Regions from separate parts of the Pan troglodytes genome. Here region 1 is linked to region 2. A link is a contact called in public HiChIP or PLAC-seq data. All regions are on one chromosome and are shown on one strand. The core of a region is the stretch at or near the end of the contact, and the rest is flanking DNA. Distances in the headings are between cores, read along the strand shown. Region 1 holds the start of SETD2 (SET domain containing 2, histone lysine methyltransferase). Region 2 holds the start of NBEAL2 (neurobeachin like 2).

The links. HiChIP or PLAC-seq counts read pairs in DNA pulled down with a chosen protein or histone mark.
Region 1: a contact with region 2 is called in an H3K4me3 HiChIP or PLAC-seq map of stem cell-derived excitatory neurons, with 2.5 times the contacts expected there. The contact joins the promoter of SETD2 here to the promoter of NBEAL2 in region 2. A contact is called at or near these places in 1 of 7 Hi-C or Micro-C datasets (stem cell-derived neural progenitor cells) and 1 of 1 datasets of contacts at active chromatin or transcription factors (stem cell-derived excitatory neurons).

What each region holds. Positions count from the first base shown.
Region 1 is chr2:51,168,925-51,175,834 of NHGRI_mPanTro3-v2.0_pri, forward strand. SETD2 (SET domain containing 2, histone lysine methyltransferase) reads right to left here and starts at 3,579. Exons shown (of 20, transcript XM_063805652.1): 1 at 3,302-3,579. It overlaps LOC129143616 (a long non-coding RNA gene), which reads left to right and starts at 3,635. Exons shown (of 4, transcript XR_010155182.1): 1 at 3,635-4,026.
Region 2 is chr2:50,986,065-50,992,487 of NHGRI_mPanTro3-v2.0_pri, forward strand. It overlaps NBEAL2 (neurobeachin like 2), which reads left to right and starts at 2,286. Exons shown (of 54, transcript XM_003309774.6): 1 at 2,286-2,529. The coding sequence starts at 2,479. It overlaps CCDC12 (coiled-coil domain containing 12), which reads right to left and starts at 4,651. Exons shown (of 9, transcript XM_063806766.1): 1 at 4,556-4,651.

The sequences.
Region 1 (6,910 bases), core at 2,329-4,828, 180 kb after region 2:
ACCTCGGCCTCCAAAAGTGCTGGGATTACCGATGAAAGCCACCCCACTTGGCCAGAACATTCTATATCATTTATTATCACCCCTATTAGGATGTAAACTCCACAAGGGCAAAATTTTGTTTTGTACACCAATTACCCCTAGTGTGCCTATGTTTGGCATACAACAGACATGCATATGTTCAAAGACCTGCACCTCTATCACTGTAAAGTACTTGCCTATCTCCTTCATTAAAAGAGTTCCTTAAAGACTAACTGGATCTACTTTGCCGTGTCCTCAACACCTGTCCCTGGGCCTGCCCCATAATGGACACCCACTGCACAGATACTCAAGTGATTACGGCCATTTTCACCTGAAACACAATGTCCTCTATGCTGCTGAAAAAAAAAGACATCTTGCAGCTGTGTCTGATTAAAAGCATGGGTACAAGACAAACCCAGAACATCAGACGCTAAGTGTTACTTCAGTCAAACTGAATTTACATTTTTGCCTCAATTTCTTCATATGTCTAAGTACCATTTCAAACCATCCAAAGTCTAAAAAGGGCACTTGGTCATTCCTCCCCTGAGCCATGTTGCCCACCTAGTCTTTTCATCCTCAACTTAAATCCTACCTTTTAACTTTTCCCTGATGACCCCAACTAGAAGCACTTACACGTGCCACATTCTGCGCCAAGTGCTCTTCATGCATTATCTCATTCAATCCTCCCAAAAAGCCCCAGTAAGTTGTTAACCATTATAATACCTATATAAAAGATGAGAAAACCCAAGTTCAGAGAGATGAAGTCATCGTCCAAGGTTAAAATAGTGTTCAGATTCAGGTCTGACTCTGAAATCCAGGTTTTTTAAACCCTATACTGCCTTTCTCTCTCCTCTCTCTAGCATTATAAACACTAACTAGCTTACTATCTCAAGAGTTTGCTGTCACTTCACTTCTCTAGCCTTCATTTTCTTCATATGCCAAACAGGTGATATTGCTCAGGATACCTACCACGATCCCCTCCAGTCTTTATAGTATTATGAAAAAAAGGAAAAACAAAACAACAACAACAAAAAACATGTTACAATTCTTTACTCCATACAGGTTAATACACAAGAAGAGGCCTGGCACAATGGCTCATGCCTGCAATCCCAGCACTTTGGGAGGCCAAGGCAGGAGGCTCACTTGAGGCCAGGGATTCAAAACCAGTCTGAGTAACGTAATTTTTTTTTTTAATTAGCTGGGTGTGGTGACACATGCCTATAGTCCCAACCCAGGAGGCTGAGGCAGGAGGACTGCTTAAGCCCAGAGGTTCAAGGATGCAATGAGCCATGATGACACCACTGCACTCCAGCCTGTGTGACAGAGTGGGACCCTGCCTCTAAAAAAAAAAAAAAGGAAAAAATACACGAGAATTTAAAAATATATAATCACTGTTAGAAATCCAAAGCAGTGGACTTCTACTACATTAAAGCAATAAAAATTAAAACTCCAAAACATGTAAAACCATAAAACATTCTTGATTCCTTCCCCACTCAGGTCTACCAAAGATGCACTTCTGAGTCCATTTTCCCACATATTATGAAAAATTGTTTTTCCCCAAGAAGTGTAAGGATGTGATCCTTAAAGCTTCCGGACTTCACCAAACAACCTGGTAAAAGGAAGTGAAAGCAGGCACTTAGCCTATTCAGGGGTTAGCATGTTACTTTGTACAGAGCAAGTGCTATATAAACATTTATTGAATCGTAATATAAAATTTTTTTTGAGGTTTTTCAAACTAAAAACCTATAACATGAGCTTTGTAATTGGACTGATTGTGCAGTAAATCAAAACAAACTTACCTAACTGACCCTGCCAGTAGCAAAACAAAAAGACCAATCTAATTAAGGTAATGTTAACCAATGGCCAAGAACCCATGAAAGGAAAAAGCCATGTTAACTTACTATTGCAAGTAAGAGTTGGGTTTTTAGAAAAGCAAAATAATGATTTATCTTGTTGTGCAGAAATGACCAACACCTCAACAGAATCCGTTTGTGTTGCAATCAAAACTATCAATTAAGATCCAGACATTTCTGGACCAATGTGAGAAGATGTGGCAAGGGATTCAAAAACGAGCCAGAGCAAACCTAAGGTAAAATGTGTCAAAACAGCAAAGCTCTTGGAATCATCCTGGTCATAAAAGTTTGACAGTTTCATGTGAAACCCCTATCAACCGATAAGTTTTAAATCAATAGTATATTCCTAGGTCTAACACCAGCAAACGGTGTTTAAGAACGGCTTTTCAAAACAATGATCTCGTGAGGGTTCAGGGAAAGAAGTGACTCCAGGCTTTCTGAGGTAGCAGATACAGCAGCAGATTCAGACCTCAAGAGAAATGTAAAGGTGTCCTAGACTGAAAAATTACTATTGGGCAAAACTGTGTCTCGGTTTTCCACAACATTGTCTTCTTTAGAGAATCCTCAAACGATTCTTGGTTTTTAACCAAGTCTTCACAAGAAATAGAAAGTCATCCGGTTAGGGTAAGAGATTCCTGTTACCAAGAAAATTGTGTCCGAAAGTGTGAAAATCTCACAACCTGCAAGAAAATGTATGTCCCTCAGGAGGCTTTCATTTTCAAGCGGAAAAACAAACCCGGTGTCACCTCAACAACGGGACCACACAAACCTCGCCATTACAAAACCCAAGTGCCAAAGGTGCACAATGTGAAGCCGGAAGCACTGCAAGGCCAGGATCGAGTTCCCAGGAGGAAAAAATCAAACTCAGGAGTGCAGCGCGGGCCCCTCCACGGCCCGGGGGCCAGGCAACCCGCGCTAGGCCCTTCCGGTCCGAGGCGCCGCCGTCGCGGGGAGGTCGGGCGACGGGTCGAGCTTCCACCCGAGCCCGGGGATTCGCGGCCTACCCTCACCGGCGCCCTCTTGCCGGGCCCGGCACCGGCAGCTCCTCCGACTCTGCCCTTTGGCTAGCAGCGGGGCCCGGACGAGCCGCGAGGAGCCCGCGAGGACCGCCGAGCCCCGGGATGGCCGGGTCGGTGCGGACACGGCGGTAACCGTAGGGACCGTGGCCGCCCCTCCCCCACCGGCCCGGCCCAACCGCCGCCGCGACACGAGCAGCGGCGCCAACGCTGGGCCCAACCGCGGGCCTGCTGCGGCCCCGGCCAAGCGGCTCGAAGTGGCGGCGCGGGCCTGCTCCCGACACCGACCGCGCGAGGCCACCGTGGGCCCGTTACTCCTCGCGCCGGCCCGCGCCGCCACCCGTCAGGACGCGCCGCCCTCGGCTGGGGATAAGGCGGCCGACAGCAGCGGGGGACCGCGGAGCTGATACTTACTCAGGGGTCGGGTGCTCCGGGTCGTAGAAATCCCCCATCTTCGGAGGCGGCTGCGGCTGCAGCTGCTTCATCGGGAGCGGCTGGAGACGGCGACGCGAGCCCCCTCCCCGCAGCAGGGCGACGCGGGGGAGGGGAGGGGAGGAGGCCGCAGGTCCGACCGCGGCGGCGGCGGCAGGGGCGGCCCGCGTCGCTACCTCGCTCGTCGCTCCCTCCCTCCCTCGGACGCCCGCCAGCCGCTCTCTCCCTCTCACCCTCACACCGGGAGCGACGCACACCCCACCCGCCCCTCAGCTTCGCAGGCCCGGCCCCTTAAAGAGACACACACGGGCCACCGATCTGCCGCCAGTCGGCGTGCCTGCAGCTGTTGGCTTGACCCCAGGCCGGGACGGGCGGAGCGGAACACTGCCCGGCGGGTCCAGGCCGACCGTGCCTGTGGCTCTCCGGAACAATAAACCCCCGGCCCCAGTGATGTGGGCCAGACCGGACCTGGAGAGGCGGCACCGCGACCCCTCCCGCAACCCGCCTGGCGGCCGGGGGCAGCGTGACCCGGCCCGCTACCGTGTCACAGCTGACGACTGACAAACAGCAGGCGACGTCGGGAGAACTCCCCGAGACACACGAGACATCAGCCTTCTCGCTCCGCGGCCCTGCAGGACCTGCCCGCCGGGAGCCCCGGAGTCCGCGGCAGCGCCGAGGGCCCCTCCCCCAGGCCTCTGGGCTCCGAGGTAACGCGGCCGCGGCTGCTCCCGGGCCCCTCGTCCCACTCGCCCCTCTCTTTTTTATTTTTCCTCGCCCTCTCTCTCCCTTGCCCGTTCATCTCGACCCTTTAGCAAGCATGGAAGCCCAGCGAGGCGGGGGATTGCTCGGAGGCCGAGCTCCCGCCAGCCTCCTCCGCCCTCCTGCCCGCTGTGCCCTCGGGGCTCCTACCTCCACCTCGGCGCGGCGTTCTGCCCCCACCCGAAGTCTCCAAGGCGGCAGCTCCCCTCTCCTGTGTGGTTCTTGGGGCCTTAGAGGCAATGTCATGAAAAAAAGGGTATTAATCACTTTCCTACAGAAATGATAAGATGAGACTAAGTAGAATAACTTGAAAGAGCTACGAGTTGTTATTTTTGGAAGGAGAGATAGGAACGCGTAAATCCAATAGCTAAACTTTCTAGACGCTGAAGAGTTTTTGGCGATAGATCATTTTGACATTGGGGGTTCATAGGGTTAGCGTTTTTTGTGTTGTTGTTGCTGTTGTTTTTCCACTAGAATTTTGAATCGGATTTTACCAGCAATTGGTAACGGAAAGGAAAGGATGTGTCTTCCAGTTGAGAAACAGTGGTTAAAAACTGAAAGTGGGCCAGGCGCGGTGGTTCACGCCTGTAATCCCAGCACTTTAGGAGGCCGAGGCGGGCGGAGTAACTAAGGTCAAGAGTTCCAGACCACACTGGCCAACATGGCGAAACCCCATCTCTACTAAAAATACAAAATTTAGCCGGGCGTGGTGGCGCACGGCTGTAATTCCAGGTACGCGGGAGGCTGAAGCAGGGGAATCGCTTGAACCCAGGAGGCGGAGGTTGCAGTAAGCCCAGATTGTGCCACTGCACTCCAGCCTGGCGACAGAGCAAGACTCCATCTCAAAAAAATAAATAAATGAATGAAAATAAAAAGTAAATTAGCTGGGCGTGGTGGTGCGCCTGTAATCCCAGCTACTCGGGAGGCTGAGGCAGGAGAATCGCTTGAACCCAGGAGGCGGAGGTTGTAGTGAGCCCAGATCGCACCATTGCACTCCAGCCTGGGCGATATAGCGAGACTCCGTCTCAAAAAAATAAAACAACAACAACAAAAAAAAACTGAAATATGATACGAGAGAATAAACATCCTTCAGTGGTTAACTTTTTAAAATAGCCTTTATATGTATGTAGGCTACAGTGTCTATTAGTGTTTTATAATCATTGTTTTTCACTTAGGGATTATTTTGGCTTTTGTTTTTTTTTTTCCTGGTACCTTTAGGGTTAGCATGGAGGTCCAGGGTCCATCTGACTCCCTAGGTTCGAATCTCCCAAGGCCATTTTTTTAACACACCGTGATTATTACTAATTTCCCTGTGGTTTTTCTCATTATAAAATGAGAATATTGCTGCCGACAGGTCTTCTCATTATTGTGAGGATTAAATGAGCTATTTGTTAAAGGCTTAAACTTTCAGTAAACGTCAGCATTCTTCAGCCATGATAGTGCAGAGTTTAAGAGCTAGCTCTACCTGGCATTGTGTACCAGGCACTTTCTAGCCCTGTGACATTGGGATGCTTGCTTCTTATGCTTCCCGTGCCTCACCTGTAAATGGGGTATTAGCCACTGTGCAGAGAATGTTGTGAACATGCTTGCACAGTGCCTTTCATTGAGTAAGTGCCCAGTAAGTGTTATCTTTTGGGCTTTGAAAGAATAGATTGAGGCCCTGTGCCTTAGATGCCACATAGGCAATTGGGAGTCACTTGACCTTGGACAGGCAGGAAAGGACAATTTTAGGTGGAGGTGGTTGAAACAATGTGAGGTGGTAAGGACCTAAGCTGAGGTGAATGAGAAAAAAGCAGTCAGGTGCAGGTTTCCTATTTCCTTAATAAGAAAGTAAGCAATTCTCTTGCAGGAGTTACAGCTGGGCACTGGAATGCCTGGTCTCATGATAGCATTGGTTTGGTCAGAACCCAATGCAATAAGCTTGTCAAGCCATGGGAATCAGTGAGAATTCTAAGCCCCAAACAGAAACAAATGAACTGGGTTTTTACAGGCAGTGCCTTCATCTATAACTGCACTCAGAGTTCTTTGGACTCATATTTTTAAGTCAAAGAGAATGCATGCTTGGAGCACATACTTGGGCCTGGCCTCCTGATCAAAGCTGTGGAATAATTCGGTTTTTCGTGTTATTAAATACTGACCATCCCCTACTTTCTGCACATGTTTAAAGGAAAAATGTCTAAAAAGCCCTAGCATGAAATATTTGAGGCATTCACTCCCAGAGTGCTAAAATCGTAAAAGCCTTTATAATTTCAGCTGGGTGTGGTGGCTCACGCCTGTAATCCCATTACTTTGGGAGGCCGAGGCAGGTGGGTCACCTGAGGCTGGGAGTTCAAGACCAGCCTAACCAGCGTGAAGAAACCCGGTCTCTACTAAAAATACAAAAATTAGCCCGGCGTGGTGGCACATGTCTAATACCAGCTACTAAGGAGGCTGAGGCAGGAGAATCACTTGAACCTGGGAGGCAGAGGTTGCAGTGAGCCGAGATCATGCCATTCCACACCAGCCTGGGCAACAAGAGCGAAACTCATCTCAAAAAATATATATATATTTATACTTTCTCCTACTGTTACTGTCTCCTGTGGGTCAAGACCAACCCTATCCCAGGAGATTCCAGGGTTGCCAGTAGTGACCCTGAAACAAAATCATCTCTTGCCTTAGGGAAGACAGAAGGCCAAAGGTCAATCACTCTCCACAGGTAGGCTTCGGGTACCTGGTAAGGGGTAGTAGAAAGAAGAAATGTAGACCGGGTGCGGTGGCTGACGCCTGTAATCCCAGTACTTTGAGAGGCCAAGGCAGGCGAATCACCTGAAGTCAGGAGTTCGAGACCAGTCT
Region 2 (6,423 bases), core at 1,036-3,535:
CTTGAACCAGAGAGGCAGAGGTTGCAGTGAGCCGAGATCGTGCCACTGCACTCCAGCCTGGCAGCAGAGCAAGACTCCGTCTCAAAAAAAAAAAAAAAAAAAAAAAAAAGCCTTCCCTGATCCTCCACTTCGATCCCACCCTAATATAAGGTATGACTTACACCTCTGCAGCTGCCAGTGGCTCCCCGGACTCACCTGACAAGCGCCCCTAAGCCCCTCTGTGACCACTCTCATCTCAGACAAAGCCTGCACAGTGAGGGGGACCTGACTGTATGGCTGTTTCCCTCTGGACTCAAAGATGATCCCCTCTCATTCCCATCCCCTCCTGGAGCAGCAAACTCCTCAGGGTCAAGTTACCTTTCCCGGGGAAGAGCAAACCCCAACCTGGGTCCAGTGGGCCTCAAGTACTGCCCCCAATCCCCAGCTTAGAAAGACTTGGGGTGGCCTCGACTGCAAGTCGCCACAAGATTCATGGCTACCCAGCAGAAGCTGCCAGAGTCTTCTTTCCTGCATGAACTAGAGTGTCCTGATAACCACGAGACCACTTAGGCTGAAGTCAAGATATTCTTTCAGTATGTGGGGGTCCCCAAAGCCACACCCCCTCTCACTTGGGAATAGGAGACCATGCCGCCCCCTCCCCACCTCCACTGCCAGGGGACAACCAGCCTCTTAGGCTGTTCCCTCCCCGAGTCTTCCCTTCCCAAGCTGGCTACAGGTGGACATCCACTCTTCCCCTTCCAACTCCCTTCAGAGGCCCATGGGCCACAGACTGCAGATCTAGCCCTCCCTTCACTAACCCTCTTGTCCTCACTAACCTGGGTCTGTCTAAGCCTTCTTCCCTGTAGTGGATGGGTTGCTCTGCCAAGGCCTGGCATGCAGTTTGGAGGTGCTCAGGAAACCTCAGCTCAGAGCTATGATGGATGAAGCAGGACAAAAGGCCAGAGGTGAACCAAGAAGCTGGGAGAACAAAACAGGACAGGGTCTCTGTTCTCTTGGCCAACCAAGGTCTAGGAGTCTCCAGACTGGTCAACTCCTGGAACCAGTAGCACCTCTCTGGGCCCAGAAAACTTCTCCCCAGCCCCAACAAAGAGCCTGACCCCTGCCCAACACCAGGGGTTGGGTCCCTGCCACCATCACCCCGTGCCCCTTTCCCCGTGTCCAGACTGTGAGGTAAGGGGATGGGGAAGGGGGCACGGGGTGATGGTGGCAGGGACCCAAAAAAGAGTCAGTCAAGCCTAGGTCCCTGCCCCTGCTGCCCAGGTGGTCCTCATTTGGTCAACTTGGGCGTCAGTTTCTCCATCTGTAAAACAGAGCCGGCCGGGTGCGGTGGCTCATGCCTATAATCCCAGCACTTTGGGAGGTCGAGGCGGGTGGATCATGAAGTCAGGAAATCCAGACCATCCTGGCTAACACGGTGGAACCCCGTCTCTACTAAAAATACAAAAAATTAGCTGGGCCTGGTGACACGCGCCTGTAGTCCCAGCTACTCGGGAGGCTGAGGCAGGAGAATCACTTGAACCCAGGAGGCGGAGGTTGCAGTGAGCCGAGATCGAGTCACTGCACTCCAGCCTGGGCGACAGAGTGAGACTCTGTCTCAAAAACAAACAAAAAACAGAGCCATGAGGCACCCACCTGTTGAGGTTAAAGAAACAACATATGTGAAGCAAGTTCTGGGCCCTGGAGTTGGGGAATGGGGGGAGCCCCTCCACTGGAGCGTTTGGGAAGGCTTCCTGGAGGAGGGAGGGGGACCCGTGGGAACGGTCTAAGCCTCTCTGGGATCTGGGAGGGCACCGCGGCCCCGAAGGTATTTCAGGCTAGTCCTGCTACTCTCTAACTTCCCGCCATCACACTCCACAAACAGCTAGAGCTCAAAAGTTGCGTTTCGGTCTTCCCATAAAGCGACAGAGTAGCACCTGGCATTTGATAAGCGCTACAAGGGGTCGTCATGGTGGTGGTGGTGATTATTGTTGAAGGACCCTCGCCACCTCCACGCGGCCCGCCGCCCCTTCCCTGAATGGCGGCAAATGCAGTCAGGCGATCAGCGTCCTGGGCGGATTCAGACACTGGGGAAGTCTGGAATTCCTCACCCCGACCCTCGTCCCGGAGGCTCAGGCTGGCCCTTCCAATGGCACTGGTGGGGCAGGGCGGCGGGGCACCCTCCCGGGCCGCCCGGCCCATAGGCCCCTCCTCCTGCCAGGCTCTCCGCCCTTTACATGGTCCCAGGAGAGGCGGGGCGGCGGTGACTGCAGCGAAGTGCAGGAAGCCGGGCGGCGGCCGGCAGTGAGGAGGAGGAGGAGCGAGCAGACTTGGGTGGCTCTGCGCCGCGGAGGCCACAGCCGCAGACTTCCCCAGTAGTACCGCGCCGCTCCGCCCCGGAGTGACGCCCTCCGCCCATGGGCCTGGCCGAGGGCAACCGGCGGGCGGCGCGGAGGAGGCGGCGACAGGTGGCGCGCAGCAGGGCCGGAGCCGGGCCGGGCCATGGCCGCCTCGGAGCGGCTGTACGAGTTGTGGCTGCTCTACTACGCGCAGGTGAGCCCGCCCCGCCCCGCGCCCGCACCCGCACCCGCACCCGCACCCGCAGCCGCGGTGCCCCCAGCTTCGCGCGCCCTGCGCCTGCTGCACCTGCGCCCCGCGCCGCTGGGGCCGCGTAGCCGCGCGCGCGCGCGCAGGGCATGCTCCGGCTCCGCACACACGTGTGTGCCCCCAGCCCGCCGGGTGCCTCTGGCACTTATGCCTTGGGGACAGAGCTCGCGGTCGTGCACTTCATAGCAACCCACCCCCGCGAGCAGGACCGTGCAGCCTGAGTCTTTCTTGCTAGAGGAGAGTGGCCTGGGCCGAGGCGGCCGGACACTTGGCCTTTTTACAAACGGGGAAACTGAGACCTGGAGAGACCTGGAGACTGGCCAGGAGGCTAGGGGGAGGGGGACTCAATTTGTCTATGAGCTGCCTCTCCCTTGGGCGCGGCCTGATTGGGTGGTCGTGGCCAACGGGTCTGGGGGTGTGGGCCAAGGTAGGGAGGTGTGTGGAAGGGGAATGCTCCCACTTCAGGTCCTTCTTGAGTTGCATCCCCCCACACCCCAGCGAACAGGCTGTGATAAGCTCTTCCCTGACTTGAAATGACCCACCCCACCCCACCCCCATTCTGAGGGGTAGACCCAGGACCTCTCTAGGAGCAGAAGAAAAGGTTTTCCTCTGGATGCCCAGGGTGAGGGTGGGTCCTTGAGGCCCTGAGGGATGTCTGAAAAGGTTGGAGGGAGGCCCGTTCCTCCTGAGCTCCCCACCCATCTCAGAAAATACTTCAGGTGGAGTCAGAAGGTGAGGGGAGTGACTCAGACGTGGGTGTCCCATCAGCTGAGAACCTGGTATCACTCACACCGTCTCACACACATAGTCCCCCATTTTCCTTCTGTACCCACAGCAGGGAGGGATCCCAGGGTAACACTCCCCTCCCTTTCACCCAGCACCTCCCTCCCTGCACCTGCCTGGCATCATGCTCCTGGCTCAGGTGTGCCCTGGGCACAATGGACCATTGTGTGCCCTGAACAGTTTGTCAGTGGGGGGAATTCATGCTCAGACACGCTGGCCCTCCATAAGGAGGCTGGCCCACTGTCTTCCACGGACCTGGAGTCCAGGCCAGAAGGACCACAGCCTCTTCAGTCCGCTCAGGTTGTGAGAGGTCCAGGCCCCAGCAGGAGGCCAGGCATGGAGTAGAGTCCCTCTTTGGTATAACTCAGATCGAACTCGACTTCTGAGCCTCTGCTTCCTGCCTGTAAAACTGACACAGCCCTGGCCGGGCACGGTGGCTCACACCTGTAATCCCAGCACTTTGGGAGGCCGAGGCGGGCAGATCACAAGGTCAGGAGATCGAGACCATCCTGGCCAACATGGTGAAACCCCATCTCTACTAAAATACAAAAATTAGCCGGGCGTGGTGGGGTGTGCCTGTAATCCCAGCTACTCGGGAGGCTGAGGCAGGAGAATCGCTTGAACCAGGGAGGCAGAGGTTGCAGTGAGCCGAGATCGCGCCACTGCACTCCAGCCTGGTGACAGAGTGATACTCCGTCTCAAAAAAATAAAATAAAAAAAAACTGACACAGCCCTGACCTCAGGGACTTCCTGGACTCTGCGGAGAGGTAGCCATTATAGCTGGTCCAGACCAGAGAAGGCTCCTGTTTTCCTGGCCCCCTTGGGTCCCCTCGCCCCAGCTTCTCTGCCTGCATCCCCAGTGGTTGTGAAGGAGCAGAGGGTTTGAAGAGAAGCCTACCCCTAGTCCTCCTTCCTCGGACTGCCCCATAGCTATGGGCAGGCTCTAGGTGCATGGGCAGGTAAAGGGGGCTTAAACCAGCTGATGAGTGTGAGGGATGTTAATGATAGGTCTTCAGCCTGGGTGGCAGGCTGCTGGGAGTGTCTTGGTATCTCCCAGGACAGTAACTCCAGCATGGTTGCCTCCTGATGCCCCATCTAGCTGAGCTCTGTACATGGCCACCCCCCATCCCCTCAGGAGGTGGTTATGGCTCATATCTGTGCTGAGCCTCCCCCTCCCGGAGCTCCTCACCTCGCAGGGCAGGTATGGAGCATAGGCTGGCAGGTTGTAGCTTTGGAAGCCTGAGCAGACAGTGGGCAGCCTGGGGCCAGGCAAACAAATCCAGGATGTAACAGCAAACCCAGGAGCCAGGCGGGGCCAGGCTGCCTGGGAAGAGGAAGCTAGGGCCAGCCTCCCAGCTCGCCTTCCTGCCCGCCTGCTCCTGCCCCTGATCCTGGAACCCCCAATCCAGGGAGGAGTAGGCTATGCAACTTTGAGTCCTGTTACGGACCTATTGTGTGTGTGCTTGGGGAGGGGGAGTGCAAGGTAAGGGGCAGAGCTGAAAGTGGGTGTTTAGAGACCCTTTAGTTGGCCAGCCACCCAGCCAGCAACACCTGCACCCCTCCCTTCAGCAGTGAGAGCTGACATCAGCTGGCAAACCTGTTTCCCCAGTTGTGGGTCTGGGTGGGGATGGAGAGGGGGGAGTAACTCCTTCCTGCCCTTCCTCTTCCTTAAAGACCCCAGGTTTAGACCCACCCACCCCCTCCCCCTGTGGGCCCGGCTCAACTGGGGGCCTCATAGTGAGGGAGGGGGCTGTGGGTGGCTGCTGAGGGAAGAAGGAAGGGTCAGAGCATCCCAGGACTTCACTCAGTTGGAGCTCCTTAGGGCCCTGGTGGGGAAACCAAGGCAGGGTCCTACTACGATTGTCAGACCTCACATGCAGTAGGTGCTCCTTGGGTATTAGCTGAATGACTGGATAGAGGAGGTGGGTCCCATGGCAGTGACCAGTCAGGAAGTCACCCCAGAGGAGGCTGAGTTTGGGCTTTGAGGGCTGAGAGGAAGAAACAGCAGGAGCAGTGGGACAAGAAGCAAATTGTCAGGAGTTGGGGCAGGGCAGAGCTAGTCAAGCAGGCCTGGTGGACAGGTGGGGGCTCATCTAGAGGACTCAGAGCCCACCAGAGCTCCCCCAGGGAAGGCATAGGAAGGGCAGGAGAGTCTTGGGGGACTGGGGACAGCACCTGACAGGCTGGCGGTTGGGCAGCCCATAAAAGTTAATGCCACATAGCATGCAGATGAGTGGCCCCTGTTCAGGCCGGAGCAGCAGTGATGTTCAGCAACCCCTCCAGTGAATGGGGTCACAGAGTGAGGGGGCACTGAATGTGGAAGGGCACTCAGGGTCACAAAGTTCAGGGCAGAACAAACCCTCAGGTGACAGGAGGGAGCAGAAGCTGACCTGTCCAGCTATGCCACTAAGGCCTCAGAAGGGTTCAGGGAGGTTAGGTCAGGCTGGAGGCAACCTCGTCCTGCCTACACTTCCCTCTCCCTAACTGATGATCTCTACTGCCTCTCAGAAACCTGGTCAGGCCCTCCACTCCCCCGGTACTTTACCTGGTCATATTCCTTTTTTTTTTTTTTTTTTTTTAGACGGAGTCTCACTCTGTCACCCAGGCTGGAGTGCAATGGCATGGTCTCAGTTCACTGCAACCTCTGCCTCCCGGGTTCAAGCGGTTCTCCTACCTCAGCCTCCCAAGTAGCTCAGACTACAGGCGTGTGCCACCACACCCGGCTAATTTTTGTATTTTTAGTAGAGACGGGGTTTCACTATGTTGGCTAGGCTGCTCTCAAACTCCTGACCTTGTGATCTGCCCGCCTCAGCCTCCCAAAGTGCTGGGATTACAAGCGTGAGCCACCGCACCTGGCTTTATCTGGTCATATCCTTTTTGGGCTTCAGTTTACCTTCCTGAAATGGGTAAAGGGAAGGTGGAGTCACTTCCTTGGTACTTGGTCCCCTGCCTCTATTACCAAGGCACCTGAAGGAGAAGGGCCTGTAGTGATAGGGAGATGAGCACACAGCCCAGGCTTGGGTGGGCACTGGTGATTCCTGGAGTTGTTATGACAAC